Regions from separate parts of the Mus musculus genome. Here regions 2, 3, 4 and 5 are each linked to region 1. Evidence: chromatin contacts called from public promoter capture Hi-C data. All regions are on one chromosome and are shown on one strand. The core of a region is the stretch at or near the end of the contact, and the rest is flanking DNA. Distances in the headings are between cores, read along the strand shown.

What was found. Promoter capture Hi-C pulls out the DNA fragments that hold promoters and counts their contacts. Capture Hi-C pulls out chosen DNA fragments and counts their contacts.
Region 2: a promoter capture Hi-C map of liver shows a contact between it and region 1, with 5 times the contacts expected there. A contact is called at or near these places in 3 of 39 promoter capture datasets (the C10 cell line, liver and pre-B cells), 3 of 484 Hi-C or Micro-C datasets (CD4 T cells and CD8 T cells) and 1 of 9 other capture datasets (liver).
Region 3: a promoter capture Hi-C map of liver shows a contact between it and region 1, with 2.2 times the contacts expected there. A contact is called at or near these places in 2 of 39 promoter capture datasets (both in liver).
Region 4: a promoter capture Hi-C map of adipose tissue shows a contact between it and region 1, with 3 times the contacts expected there. A contact is called at or near these places in 1 of 39 promoter capture datasets (pre-B cells) and 2 of 9 other capture datasets (adipose tissue and liver).
Region 5: a contact with region 1 is called in a promoter capture Hi-C map of liver, with 4 times the contacts expected there. A contact is called at or near these places in 7 of 39 promoter capture datasets (the 3T3-L1 cell line, 3T3-L1-derived adipocytes, cranial neural crest and 4 more), 3 of 484 Hi-C or Micro-C datasets (the N1E-115 cell line, muscle stem cells and palatal mesenchyme), 4 of 130 datasets of targeted methods (astrocytes, embryonic limb bud, forebrain and 1 more) and 1 of 9 other capture datasets (adipose tissue).

What each region holds. Positions count from the first base shown.
Region 1 is chr19:27,428,732-27,431,309 of GRCm38.p6, reverse strand. It overlaps C030016D13Rik (RIKEN cDNA C030016D13 gene), which reads right to left and starts at 1,273. Exons shown (of 1, transcript NR_027987.1): 1 at 1-1,273. Pum3 (pumilio RNA-binding family member 3) reads left to right here and starts at 1,402. Exons shown (of 18, transcript NM_177474.5): 1 at 1,402-1,518.
Region 2 is chr19:24,476,179-24,478,756 of GRCm38.p6, reverse strand. It overlaps Fam122a (family with sequence similarity 122, member A), which reads left to right and starts at 1,283. Exons shown (of 1, transcript NM_026520.3): 1 at 1,283-2,578. The coding sequence starts at 1,401. The coding sequence ends at 2,255. The region is part of intron 1 of Pip5k1b (phosphatidylinositol-4-phosphate 5-kinase, type 1 beta); the gene reads left to right.
Region 3 is chr19:30,231,631-30,234,208 of GRCm38.p6, reverse strand. Mbl2 (mannose-binding lectin (protein C) 2) reads right to left here and starts at 1,281. Exons shown (of 6, transcript NM_010776.2): 1 at 1,197-1,281; 2 at 438-548; 3 at 54-237. The coding sequence starts at 228.
Region 4 is chr19:29,647,127-29,649,704 of GRCm38.p6, reverse strand. It overlaps Ermp1 (endoplasmic reticulum metallopeptidase 1), which reads left to right and starts at 1,290. Exons shown (of 15, transcript NM_001081213.2): 1 at 1,290-1,669. The coding sequence starts at 1,350.
Region 5 is chr19:29,520,712-29,523,289 of GRCm38.p6, reverse strand. It overlaps A930007I19Rik (RIKEN cDNA A930007I19 gene), which reads left to right and starts at 1,303. Exons shown (of 4, transcript NR_015567.3): 1 at 1,303-1,400; 2 at 2,321-2,442. It overlaps Ric1 (RAB6A GEF complex partner 1), which reads right to left and starts at 1,008. Exons shown (of 26, transcript NM_001081319.1): 1 at 624-1,008. The coding sequence starts at 767.

The sequences.
Region 1 (2,578 bases), core at 24-2,523:
CTTGACTTCCCTAATGGTCATCTTTTAAAGGCTGTAATAGCCATTCCCAGCCCAGGTCTCGCCGTACAAGAAAAAAGTAAAATAAAATCCCAGACCACCCTGGAAAGTAACCCCCCACCCCAGAATCCTGATATATTTCCCCATCCCCCAATTCTGCCCAGTTCTCTGTTGCTTCTCTTCCAAGCAGGGCAACCACCCTCCTTAGCTTTTCCCTCCAAATTAATCCCTTGCCTGAGCTTAGTTGTGCAGCAAGACTTTGTGGTATTCCTTGGCTCCTGACTGCCAGGATACCTTTTGGAGCAGAACTGTCACAGGGAAAATTTTCTATGAGCCAGAGCAAAGCTGTAACACCTGCATCAGGGAAACTTTCCCAGCAGCTGAAGCCTTCCCCTAACAGAGCCGTAACACTTAAAGATGTGTTACCAGCGACACAAGAGACAGTGTCCACAGGGAATTATAGTCTCTAAGCTTATTTGCAAGCTATCTTAACAAACTGACAAGTGTTCTCACAACAAAGACGGAAGAGAATGAAAGGCAGGGGCAGGAGTCAGGTATAAGCCAAGGAACGTCTGAAGCACCAGATGCTGAAGATACATGGGACGTCCACTCACTCCTTGGGGCTTCAAAAAGGGCCCCCTGCTCAACCAACTAACATCTGCATTTCAGAACAGTTAGGCAGTAAGGTTCTGTTGTTTGGCGCGACGTGGGATCCCCTGGAACTGCCGCCATGTAGGTGCTGGGAAATGAACCCAAGTCCTCTCCAAGAGCAGAAAACAGCTTAGCCATCTCTGCAGCCCCCAAGACCAAGTTTGTTTCTATTGCTTCCTCGCTAAAATGGAGTAATACCTTAAATATATATCCTAAAGTGGAACCGTGGGGGAAAAAATGCATGCCCAAGAACGGGCCTACATTAAAAACGCCACACACACATTTATGGAAAGAGCTTTTCACAATATTTGACTGTGCTCCGTTCTTTACACTTATGGTTCCCGAGGGATCTAATTTATCCGGAGATTCGCAGCTAGGGTGGGAAATAAGGGAGACATGGGTGTTGGCAAACACGATTACAACAGAAGAGACTCCGGTACAGCTTTTACCCTCCAGGCTAGACTAACGACGCAAACAGACACTAACGAGCGAGCTGTCCCAACGCTAACCCAGCTTGCAGACTTCGCTGTCTTTTAACTCCTTCAGGACCTGGGTGGCCCTCGCGAGAACCCGCGTCGTTCCCAGAAATCTGCAGGCTCAAGCGTCACTTTCCCAAGCCACGGACTCGTCTTCCACGGGACGGATCCCTTCGAGGGCCAAAACTCATGCAGCCCTCTCAGACGAGAGGTGTGGCGAAAATGGACCAACAGGAACTACGGATTTCGTGTTTCCTAAGCTCCACCCCTTGACCCCAGTACCAGGACGTAACGCTACAATCAGCGGATCCGGGGCGGGGCAGAACGCGGAAGCGGAAGCGGAAGCGGCGGGGGGTGGTGGCGGAACTCTGCGAGTTTCTGCCCCACGTGTGCGGTGAGTGTTGTGGAGAGTTTGGTGCGGGAAGTGTGGGGCGAGTGTCCGCCGGCCGCTCGGGAGCGGGGAGCTCTGCGGGGTGGTGGGCGAGCGGCGTCTTCAGCTCCATCTCCGGGACGGTCTACCTGGCCGCTTCTCTGGCCCGGAGTTGGAGGAACCCTGGCGAGGGCAGGGGTTAAGCCCTCTCTGTTAACTTGATTATTGTAGAGCTAAAGGAACAAGTTTCGCTGTCAAACTCCGGCCTGTGCGAGTCACAGTCAGCCCACTCGTCCCGTGTCAGACGTTGTGCATAGGAGCAGTGCAGGGAAAACTGAAGCGATCCATAAGCCAAGCATGATGGGAGGCAAGAGTATTTTAAACAGAGGCAGTGGGATGTCCCGGAGGTGGAAGTCAGGAGTAAGGCGCGGACTGGACAAAGAGGAAGGTAGAACTGTGGAGCCTTGGTGTCGAGTCTCTTTATTTTTGTGTAGTGGGAAGTATTTTGCTTTGTGTTCCTAGGCATATAAAATAATGAAGGATTATTAGAAAAGATCGGGAGGCTCATGGTAGGTCTTGACTCTCTTAAGGAGATTTTTGATGATTTGCATTGAGTGTTGGTAGTAGAGACAGAGGTATCTTTAAGGAGACTGCAGGATAACTTACTGTTGGGTACACGATGACTACCAAAGAAGTGAACATCAGGAGCCGTGCTCCAGTTTTCTCTCTGCGAAGTGGAGTAGATGGTCCCCGTTGAATACAGCAGGAATAGACAGGGAGAGAAAGATAGTAATTTGTAGTGGAATGCAGAGGATTGTGTCTCAGACATTAAGCATAAGACGCCAGTTATATACATAATCAAGAAGTGTTGAGGACTCAGGTCTGTGTAGGACGTTATCTCAGGGTCCCAAGGCTGCACAGTCTAGAATACCTAATTTGCTTGTCTTGCTCTTGGATTAGCCGTTAATTTGATTGCTTAGTAACTTGGTGAACAGTGCTTTAAGTGACCAGGGTTAACATCATCATGACTGCCGCATAGCTTTGTCACTGTGAGAGCAGCACTTCTTTGCTGTCATGTGCCACC
Region 2 (2,578 bases), core at 34-2,533, 3.0 Mb after region 1:
CTCAAACCATAACAGATAAAGCCCAAGCCTATTATTCCCCTGCCTAATACTGCTCAGGGACTTATAATCATAGGACTGGGCGCTCAGTCCGTTGACCTCTCAGGTCACCTGTCTCCTTCTTGATTTTTCTTTCCTTGTTCTTCCCCAGACGGGTGGGTATGTTGGCCCTTCGCATTGGTTGGAACACTCGGCCCTGCCCCCACCTCCCACAGTCCACAGGATTTGTCATTTACAACTGAACTCTGCCCAACTGCCCCTCAAGGGCTATATATAGGTAGTGCTTGACCACACCGTCCCACTTCTACCTCCAGCCATACCACCAAAAGTCCCCTATTTTCTCATCCCCCACTCCCACCCAGTAGAAACTGAATGTCCTCACACAAGTCCATTTCCTAGCACAGTACCTGGTACATAGTAAGTAGGTATGCCCGAATAGGAGACTTGACTGAATAAATGAACACATACAACTTCCCTGTTAATGAGATACAAAGTTTTGTATTAATTACATAAGCTAAAAATCTGTTGATCTATGAATGTGTCTTTTTTTTTTCTTTCATTGGATTCCCACACCAAGTGAACATTAGTATGTGCACGGTTAACGGCAGAAATATGACAACTTTTTTAAAAAAGATGTCACAAAGCTTCTTCCTCCCAACCGCCTTAAGTCTACTATTCTCTCTTGGCCCTCCCCGATTCTGTCCTAGTGTAAATCAACCTCCTCTTTGGCCTTTTCCCTGTAGGTTCTAATCCCATGTCTTCTTCCTCAGACCTCAGCCAAAGGCTGCTCCTGTACCCTAATATGCTTCCTTGAGAACGCCCGGGAGTTCATTGTTCTCAAAAAAAGCCCAGAACTTGCTCTTGTCCACCATCAGGCTAACAACCCTGTCCTCCTGGTTCCTGTCTGTCACCTAGCTGGGTAGCAGTGGCTCCCTGCTTCCAGTCCAGTTTTACAAAGCGCCGCCGTGGCCTCCTTCAGACTTCCCTCTGGGAAGCCCACCAGGCCGGGCCAAGCTCAATCATGAAGCCCCACATCACCAAGGGCCTATCTTTCTGAGCTCACACTTGCTTCATAAGCACATACACTTCTCAATGCCCCGGCCTCCGTAACCTGCCTTCCCGCGAGCCCGCGCCCAGTGACTATTTGCGGAAGAAACGAACACTGGAGTCGCCCAACCACTGCTCGCCCCCTGCCCCCGCCGCGGCGCCGCAGCCATGACGCACTAAGCTGGCGCCGCGAGAACGGGCGTGCCAGGGCGCCTGCGCGAAGGGGCACGCCTGCGCAGAGGCGCGAACCCGCTGACAGATTCTCGAAGGCGGCGGCGGCGGCGGCGGCCTTGGGCCGCGGGGAATGGGAGTCCCAGGGCCCTGACTGAGCACCGCCCCCGCCTCCCGGCCGCGCCATGGCTCAGGAGAAGATGGAGCTGGACCTGGAGTTGCCCGCGGGCGCGAGCCCGGCGGAGGGCGGCGGCCCTGGCGGCGGGGGCCTGCGGAGGTCTAACAGCGCCCCCCTGATCCACGGCCTCAGCGACTCGTCGCCGGTGTTCCAGGCCGAGGCGCCCAGCGCCAGACGGAACAGCACGACGTTCCCGAGCCGCCACGGCCTGCTGCTCCCGGCCTCGCCGGTCCGAATGCACAGCAGCCGCCTGCACCAGATCAAACAGGAGGAGGGCATGGACCTGATCAACCGAGAGACCGTTCACGAGCGCGAGGTGCAGACCGCAATGCAGATAAGCCACTCCTGGGAGGAAAGTTTCAGCCTGAGTGACAACGACGTGGAGAAATCCGCCTCCCCGAAGCGCATCGATTTCATTCCGGTGTCTCCGGCACCGTCCCCGACCCGGGGAATTGGGAAGCAGTGTTTCTCACCGTCCTTGCAAAGTTTTGTGAGTAGCAACGGACTGCCTCCAAGTCCCATTCCCAGCCCAACCACCCGATTTACCACCCGGAGAAGCCAGAGTCCCATCAACTGCATTAGACCAAGTGTTCTTGGACCATTGAAAAGAAAATGTGAAATGGAAACTGATTATCAGCCAAAGAGATTTTTCCAGGGCATCACCAACATGCTGTCTTCTGACGTTGCACAGCTGTCAGACCCCGGTGTGTGCGTATCTTCCGATACCCTGGATGGAAACAGCAGCAGTGCCGGATCTTCCTGTAACTCACCAGCGAAAGTCAGCACTACCACCGACTCTCCTGTGTCGCCCGCCCAAGCAGCCTCCCCCTTTATTCCAGTAGATGAACTTTCCTCAAAGTGACTCACTCATCTTGAATCCCCCTCCCCCAATGGAGAGACAAAAAAACAAAAACAAACAAAAAAAAAAAGAAAGAAAAAAATCAAGTTAGAGCAAGCACTGAACTTTGTCGATTACGTTAAAGCCGTTTCCTATTTGACTCTTCCCTCTTTTTGGAAATTCCTGAAATGTTATTCTAGAGAATTTCTATGTCAGGTTCCTGGGGATGCCCTTGAATTCAGTGTAGTAATATTTTCGGACTTTTTATCAATAAGTGTGTTGAAGCATACATTTTACGCTGCTAATATGTCTAAATACATATGTTATCCCTTGATTTTTTAAATAAT
Region 3 (2,578 bases), core at 32-2,531, 2.8 Mb before region 1:
ATACATAAAGTAAATAAATCTTTAAGAGAAAAAGAAAACAGTTTAATGCACACCTGGTTCTCCCTTTTCTCCCTTGGCACCGTCACGTCCATCTTTGCCTGGGAAGCCATTCAGGCCTGGAGAACTGCAGGTAACCACAGGGCAGGAATTTTGAACACCTTCGGTTAAGGTCTCTGCATAAACCACTGTCACCACACACAGCAGAAGGAAGGATGTGAAAATGGACATGCTCCTCACCTGGGGGTAAGGAAAATCATGGAGGATTTTTCAGTATGTTTGTACCAACCTTGCCTCTGTCCTATAACTTGGGGACAGACATTGTACAGGTGAATTAGTCACGCTAAAGGTGAGGTCTGGATTTGGGTATTTTGAAAATCAAGCATTCCTTGTGATACTGCGTGGTTATTATTTTAACGAAAATAAGCATAACAGCATACGTGCAGGAGACGCCCTTCTGAGGGAGGTCACTGGTGTCCAGGTCTCTGGTGTCACTGCAGGCAGGGAGAGCCAAACAAGTTCACACCTCCAACTTACCAGTGTCTGATGGCCTAGGGGTTGAGAACGAGCGGAGACACTATGTTCAGAAGGCTCTCACATGTGTGCCACCATCAGCAGCCCCAATCCTATTTTCACACTGGAAAAGATGGTTTCTCTCCAAAACCAGTTAGATAGGCTTTCCTCCGTTTCTAGCAATAAACTATAGGCTAGTGATTAAGAGAGACAGGGTCAGACCCCAGTTGCATAGTAAGTCTACTAGCCTAGCCCTGAATGAACTTGAACTTCCTAATAGTGTGTTTCCATGCAGCAAGGCAGGGCTGCTGGGGAAAGCAATTTCTCTGTCTGTCAGTTTCTCTCTAGTCCATTCCTCTCTACTTCGTAGATTTCCCCATGCCAGAACTGCTGTCAACTAGACAACCTGCCTTGAATCCTTCTTTGAACATTGTATCTATCCTTCCCAGTTTTCTTCCAGCTGTTCCTTACTAAGAAATCATAACAGCCCAGCCCTAAGGGTCTTAGATCCCAGGACACTGTCTTTGTAAAGTCATCTTTGCAAACAGATCATTAAGAAAACTGTCCTGTGTCCAGGCAAGCAGAGACAGTGCTGCCGCCAACACGATTTCTGCCTGGTGTGCCTCTTACCTCTGGAGTTTAATCAGATCCCCAGACTTTGGCTATAGGAACCCAAATCCACTCACCAGATATGATATTTCAGGGCTTTGGCACAGCAAAGACTCAGGAGGCAAGGAAGCTCCTCTTCCACCAGAACAGATGCCTCAAAGTGAGGGAGGAGCTAAACCTGACTTTAAAAAGATAATCCAAGCTGACCTTCAACCCCAGATTAATAAACAACTCTCTTTGGGACTGTATTATACGCTTTTTAGGAGGATTCACCAGAGGCCTGCAGTAAGTGCAGCATGGCTGTCTACCTTAATGCAGCGCCATTTCCCGCTTCAACTGACACCCATTTTGCTAATTCTCATGACTAAGTTGCCCTAACAAGCAGGTTCAAGTGGTTAGTCATGTCAGTTTCCTTGCTTGCCATTCAGAAACACACACATATATATGCTCTGTGCACGCTCACTCCATTCACATACACATGCATACACTCTAAGGGGCAGCAGAGATCCTGTTGCTGTCGATATGCAAGAACACTTCTGGACTCCACACTATAGTCTTCAGTCTGGGCTATCCTCGCTCTTTAGTACTCTTCCCTTGGGCTCTTCCTCTTCTATTCAATGATTCTCATCTCGGAGAAACTTACCAAGATCTTATTTAAAGTAGTTCTGCAGGGTCCTCTTACCTGAGGCTGTGTTTGTAATGATAACAATGCATTGTTGGAATCATTTGATAATTATCATATGGGTCTGGTTCCTTATTTTTAGGATACTGTCTTCCAATTTCATCTGTCACATGATTTCATTCTTTTTTGAAGCCAGGTAATAATTTGTGTGTATACCATATAGTTGGAAGCTTCAGTTTTTTAACCCAAAATACTAAAAACAACCCAATCCTCCTTCATCTGTGAATGAGAAGCTGATATGTCATATAATGGAAAACTCTAAAAAATAAAATAAAATTACTTATTTATGCAATGAAGGACAAATCTCATGGGTCCTGTTTTAAATTAAAGCTCTATTTCAAGTGTTTATAAACTGTATTACTCTATGAAATGATTAATAAATCCATGGAGAACAAATTATTGGTTGACATAGATCTCTGGGTAGTGTATAAATTTAAAGGTGTATGATCAGAACGTTTTATTGGTCAGAAAAAAAATCTACCTTGACTATGGTTGCTATATAAACTTATGATTTTTTTTTTTGTTTCATAGGATTAAATAACAAGAACAAGAGGCACATAAATAATTACCCCCCTAAAAATCTGTATCTTATTATCTTTTTTGTACCAATCCATTTTGTGGTCTTGGTATTTATTCTACATGTCATATATTAGAACCTATGGTAAATGATAGATGAAGGAACAATGGGAATTTTCTGTGATAATTTCTCAATTTGTGTGAGATTAAGATGATTTTAAAAGAAGGGGATTTCAAAAAGGACTATAAAAAAGACGTGTG
Region 4 (2,578 bases), core at 41-2,540, 2.2 Mb before region 1:
CTTAGGTCAGTAGACACCTTGTGGGAGCTGGTGTTCTCCTTCCACCATGGGCCTAGTAGGGAAATGAAAGGTTGTCAGGCCTTGGGGGAAATCAGGGATGGACACATTTATCTTCTGATCCATCTTGTTAGTTCAAGAATATCTCTTCGGGAGCTAGAGAAAGTACCCAAGGAGCTGAAGGGGTCTGCAACCCTATAGAAGGATCAACAATATGAACTAACCAGTACACCCCAGAACTGTGTCTTTAGTTGCAGATGTAGCAGAGGATGGCCTAGTTGGCCATCATTGGGAGGAGAGGCCGTTGGTCTTGCAAAGATCATATGCCCCAGTACAGGGGAATGTCAGGGCCACGAAGCAGGAGTGAGTGGGTTGTGGAACAGGGCAGGAGGAGGGTATAGGGGACTTTCGGGATAGCATTTGAAATGTAAATGAGGAAAATATCTAATAAAAAATGAAATATCTAATAAAAAAGAATATTTCTTCGGAACCTTTGTTTTTAGAGTGCCCTGTGTGTCCGCGGAACAGAGCAGAAGGCTGTCTTGGGATCCCATTTGTCCTTCATTTGCTGTCTTTATGTTCTTCAATATTAAATAGGAATGAAAATATTTTCTTTTCAAAGTCTGTACTTAGCACACTGCTTGACTCAGCAGCTATTCATTAAATTATAGGTATTGTTATCTGTTAAATGAAAACAGCACTAGCCCTGGTAATTGGGGTTCTGTGTCTCCCTACTTCCTTCCCTGCCTCCTCTAGCTGCTCACCTTTGTAGCCCTGGTTGGCCTGGAACTCTCTACGTAGACCAGGCAGGCCTCTAATTTGTGTAAATCCTGAGTGCTGGGATTACAAATGCTTTTTTTTTTTTTTCCAAAAAAATTTTTTTTAAAAGACAGGATCTTTGTTATGTATTCCACTCTAGGCACAAAATAGGGATCCTCCTGTGGCCATCCTTCCTAGTGCCAGGATTACACCTTTGTCCAGTCCTGGTTGTGAAGTCTTACTTATTGATTTGGTAGGCAGAATCCTCCTTTTCCCAGTATTCATCAGCCCAGCGCAGGATAAATGCCTCGTGTATTCTGTTAAAGCGGCCTTGCACTTCTCTCTTGCTTAGGGCTGCTCATTTCTAGGTTTATGGGTGTTTTTCCCTTTGACAGTCTGCTGGCACCAGGCTGGGTGTCAGCCTGTGCCACCAAAGATCTCAGACTCAGGCACCAGGGAACAGCGAGGCGGACCAGCCAATCAGAAGAAATTTGGCCCTCTGCAGTTTCCGTCCGCTCACTAGGAGGCGCTGCGGAGGCCGCGGTGGCCCGGACTGTCGCAGGCTGGGGCGGTTGGTGGTGGCAGTTGCCGCCATGGAGTGGAGCTCGGAGTCAGCGGCTGTGCGGCGGCACCGCGGCACCGCGGAGCGTCGGGAGGGAGAGGCGGCCGCGTCGCACCGGCAGAGAGAGGCCTCAGCGCAGGAGGATGCGAAGGGCGTCGGGAGGATGTGGGGGAAGACGGAGAACGGCGGCGGGAGCCGGGTTGCGAAGACCGCGCTGTCCGAGGCGCGCACGGCGCTGGCGCTCGCACTCTACCTGCTCGCGCTGCGGGCGCTCGTGCAGCTCTCGCTGCAGCGGCTGGTGCTGAGCCGGACCTCGGGGCTCCAGGGCGAGTTCGACGCGCGCCAAGCCAGGTACGGCCGATCGGCCCGGCCGCGAGTCCTCTGCGGCCCCGGGGTGGGGGAGCGCCTGGTGGGTGAGTCCCGCGCGGGTGAGCCCGGCGCCACTGTGCCCCAGGCGGAGGAGGCCGGCGCTGCTGTATGCAGAGTCCCGGGGTCCTTGGGCGCACCTCGGTGGGAAGTGGGATGATCCTGCGCGTCCTCCGGGGGTCTGAATTGCGGGTACTCCGGGCTTCCTCGGCTCCCTCTTTCGCTTTCTTGGGGTGGCCAGATCGATTGAGTCTGCTTTCTCATCCACTCTCTTCCTCCTGCAGATGATTGGTTGTTCACACGCTTCATCATTCTCCTCTCTTTCTCGAGCAACTTCCACTTTTTACTTTGGTTAGTTCTCTGCATTTAAAATGAGATGGAGAGTGAGGTTTTTGTGCCAGGGCTGCATTACCAAGTCTTTCTGGGATGGTGTGGGAGAGGAGTAATGTAGTGCGTGCTAACCTTTCTAAGCACCACAGCCCTCATATCTGAAAGCTGTGGAAGGAGACTCAGAGTACATCCAGACAGAATTATGCCTGTAATTTCTGAAGGTCGCAGATGGTCTATGGCTCTTCTGTACTACGGATTGTATAGGGTTCAACATTTTTTATTTTATTTTATTTTTTATTTTTTTTAAATATTTATTTATTTATTATATGTAAGTACACTGCAGCTGTCTTCAGACACACCAGTCAGATCTCCTTAAGGATGGTTGTGAGCCACCATGTGGTTGCTGGGACTTGAACTCAGGACCTTCAGAAGAGCAGTCGGGTGCTCTTACCCACTGAGCCATCTCACCAGCCCCATTTTTTATTTTTTTTATTCTATTTATTTACTTGTTTATTTTTCGAGATAAGGTTTCTCTGTGTAGCCCTGGCTGGAACTCCCTCTGTA
Region 5 (2,578 bases), core at 54-2,553, 2.1 Mb before region 1:
CTTGGTAAAGACCAACAGGCTTTCCGGAACTCCACTAAACAACAACCTTTAAAGCAGGGGTGGGGGGTGGGGGAGCGGGGACGCCACAGCTGCCGGAGTGCTGGGGGACGCTCCAACAGATTGGCTCGGCGGCAATGGGGGCAGAGAGGCAGGCAAGTCTGGGCTCCGCCAGGGAGCTCCAGGCCTGGCGCGCGGCTGTGGGTGCCACGCGGGGACTGGGGTGCAGTGGAGACTGTCCGCGCGCGGCTCCAACTCGAGAGCGAGGGTCGCTCGGGGTAAGTCGGGACCGGCTGGGGTCGCTCGGGGGTAGTTAGTTGGGACGGGACCGCCGTCGCTCCCTCGGAGGGAGTCGGGACTGGCCGGGGTCGCTCGGGGGAAGTCGGGACCGGTCCGGGGTCGCTCGGCGGCAGTCGCGCCAGTTCCAGGGTCACTATAGGGAGGGTGATCAGGATGGTTCTGGGTTCGCCCGGGGTTAGTTGGGACCGGACGGTGGTCGTTCGGAGGGAGTCGGGACGGGGCCAGGGTCGCTCGGGGAGAATCGGGACTAGATCCGGGCCTCTCTGGGGAAGTCGGGACCGGACAGGGGCCGCTCGGGGGAAGTCGGGACGCCGGCGCCTACTTACTCGGCTGTACCAGATGCTGAGGCGGGCCGGGGCCAGCACGGCGAAGAACGCTCTCCGAGGGTCAGACTGGACGTGGAGCGGCGCCTCGGCCGGGCTCCGCGGCGCGCAGAGCAGCCTCTTGGGCCAGCCGCTCAGGAAATACATGGTCCGCGCGCGGCCCCGACAGCCCCCCGGCGGCCCCGGCCGTGTCTGTCACGCTCGGCGGCCCCGGGCCAGGCGCCCACCTCCCACACCGCCACCGGCCGAGTCGGCGGCGGCGACAGCGGCAACTCGGGGCATCTGCCCGGGGGCCGGGCCGGGCCGGGCCGACGCGATGCTGCGCGACGCAGTCTGGGACGCTGACCGGCCGAGGGTGGGGGAGGCGGGCGGCCAGTGGGCCCGCGGCGGGAGGAGCCGAGGCCGGCCCGCCCCGCTCGCCGCTCGCGTCAGCACGCCGCACGGCGCGGGGAGGCTCCGCCCGGCTCCCTCGGACCGCCCCGCGTCAGAACGCAGGCCGCGGGGCAGGACGTCGAGGGCTCGGGACGCCTTGCTGGCTGGCGACCTGGCGCGTGGAGCTGGGGACCGGGATGAGGCGACAGGCTCAGTCAGTGACAATCGGAGCGGCCGGGCCCACTTGCACGATCCCTGGATTGGCGCGACCTCCGGGGTTGAAGGGGGCGGGGCGAGCGGAGCGCGCGTCACGTGACTCCCGGGCTGCGCTTGGAGCTGGGTCTCTGCGACTCCAAGGCTTGGGGTTCGAGTCTGTACCCACAAATCCTTTGTGTGCTGCGGTTTAAAGTGAGAGCTGGTGATGTCCCTGGCCGTACAGAGCTTACATTCTAGGCAGGCTCTTTATTCAGTCACTAAAGTGCTTCAGTCTTGTCTGCCTGTTTAGTTATTAATGCTAGGCGAAGCCAGATGGGGTCTTTTGCAGCCCCAGTAAACTGTTCAGGAAAAGAAATGGACTTAGGTTTTGTGTTGATCCAGACTGGAGATACCGTATTGATGTTTTTAATTTGGGGGTTGGGAGGAATGAAGGGGTGCTCAACTTTTGGACCTGGAACCTTAAAAATAGCTGCAGCTTTTTGTAACTCTTTCAAAGTTTAAAAGTAACAACAAAGTAACAATCCGGATTTTAATAACAATGTAACTTTCCGTAATTGTTCTAACGCTTGCTTTTCGAAGACGTTGACTAAAGTCCCAGCTCACTAGCCTTTTGTTTCCAGAGGATCTCCTAGAATCTCTGTCCTGGTGTGTCCCACAGGCCAACACAGCATTCCTGGGATATTTTAAGCAGAGCAGACCTGAAAACTATTTTTCAGATTTTCATCTGTGTGGACGGAATCTTGATGATCCGAGTTACACCCGCTGGATAAATCAAGAGGTCCAGAGAGGTCTCTGCCTTGCCAATATAAAATCATAGAAGAACTTCGTTGTCTAGTACTTTTCAGACAGAGTTGTACACGTGGCAGAGGAAGTGAAAATGTGCTGCAATTCCATTGAGAATGTTTGCTCTACCTCTACTTCAGTGTGTTCATGTGCCTCACCAGTGTGTCTGCAATCATGGGCAGTGTAGATGTTTCTAAGTAATTTTTAATTGTTTTTTTTTTTGACCTCACTTACTGGTGAGCTTCTGGGTGGGATTCTCCTCCTGTGATCTTTTGTAGCAGCTAAGGTCTACAAAAAAATTAAGAGGATGCTTTGATTTAATTCCACAGAAAACCACAGATGATGGTGCTGGATCATCGCTAGTTAAAGTGCTGGATATGCCCAAGGTCACATGGCCTAAGAAAAACTGCTCTCCCTTCCAAGGACCCAGCAGTCTTTAGACCAGCTCAAGGTGAAGTGTGAGAGTGGCCTGAACATGGACAGGAGGAGGAGACCCTCTGGTCCTTTCTCACTTGGGAGTGATGGGTAAAATATCTCACTGTAAATCTCCCTAAGTGTTACCCACTGTGACTGAAACGTTATATAAT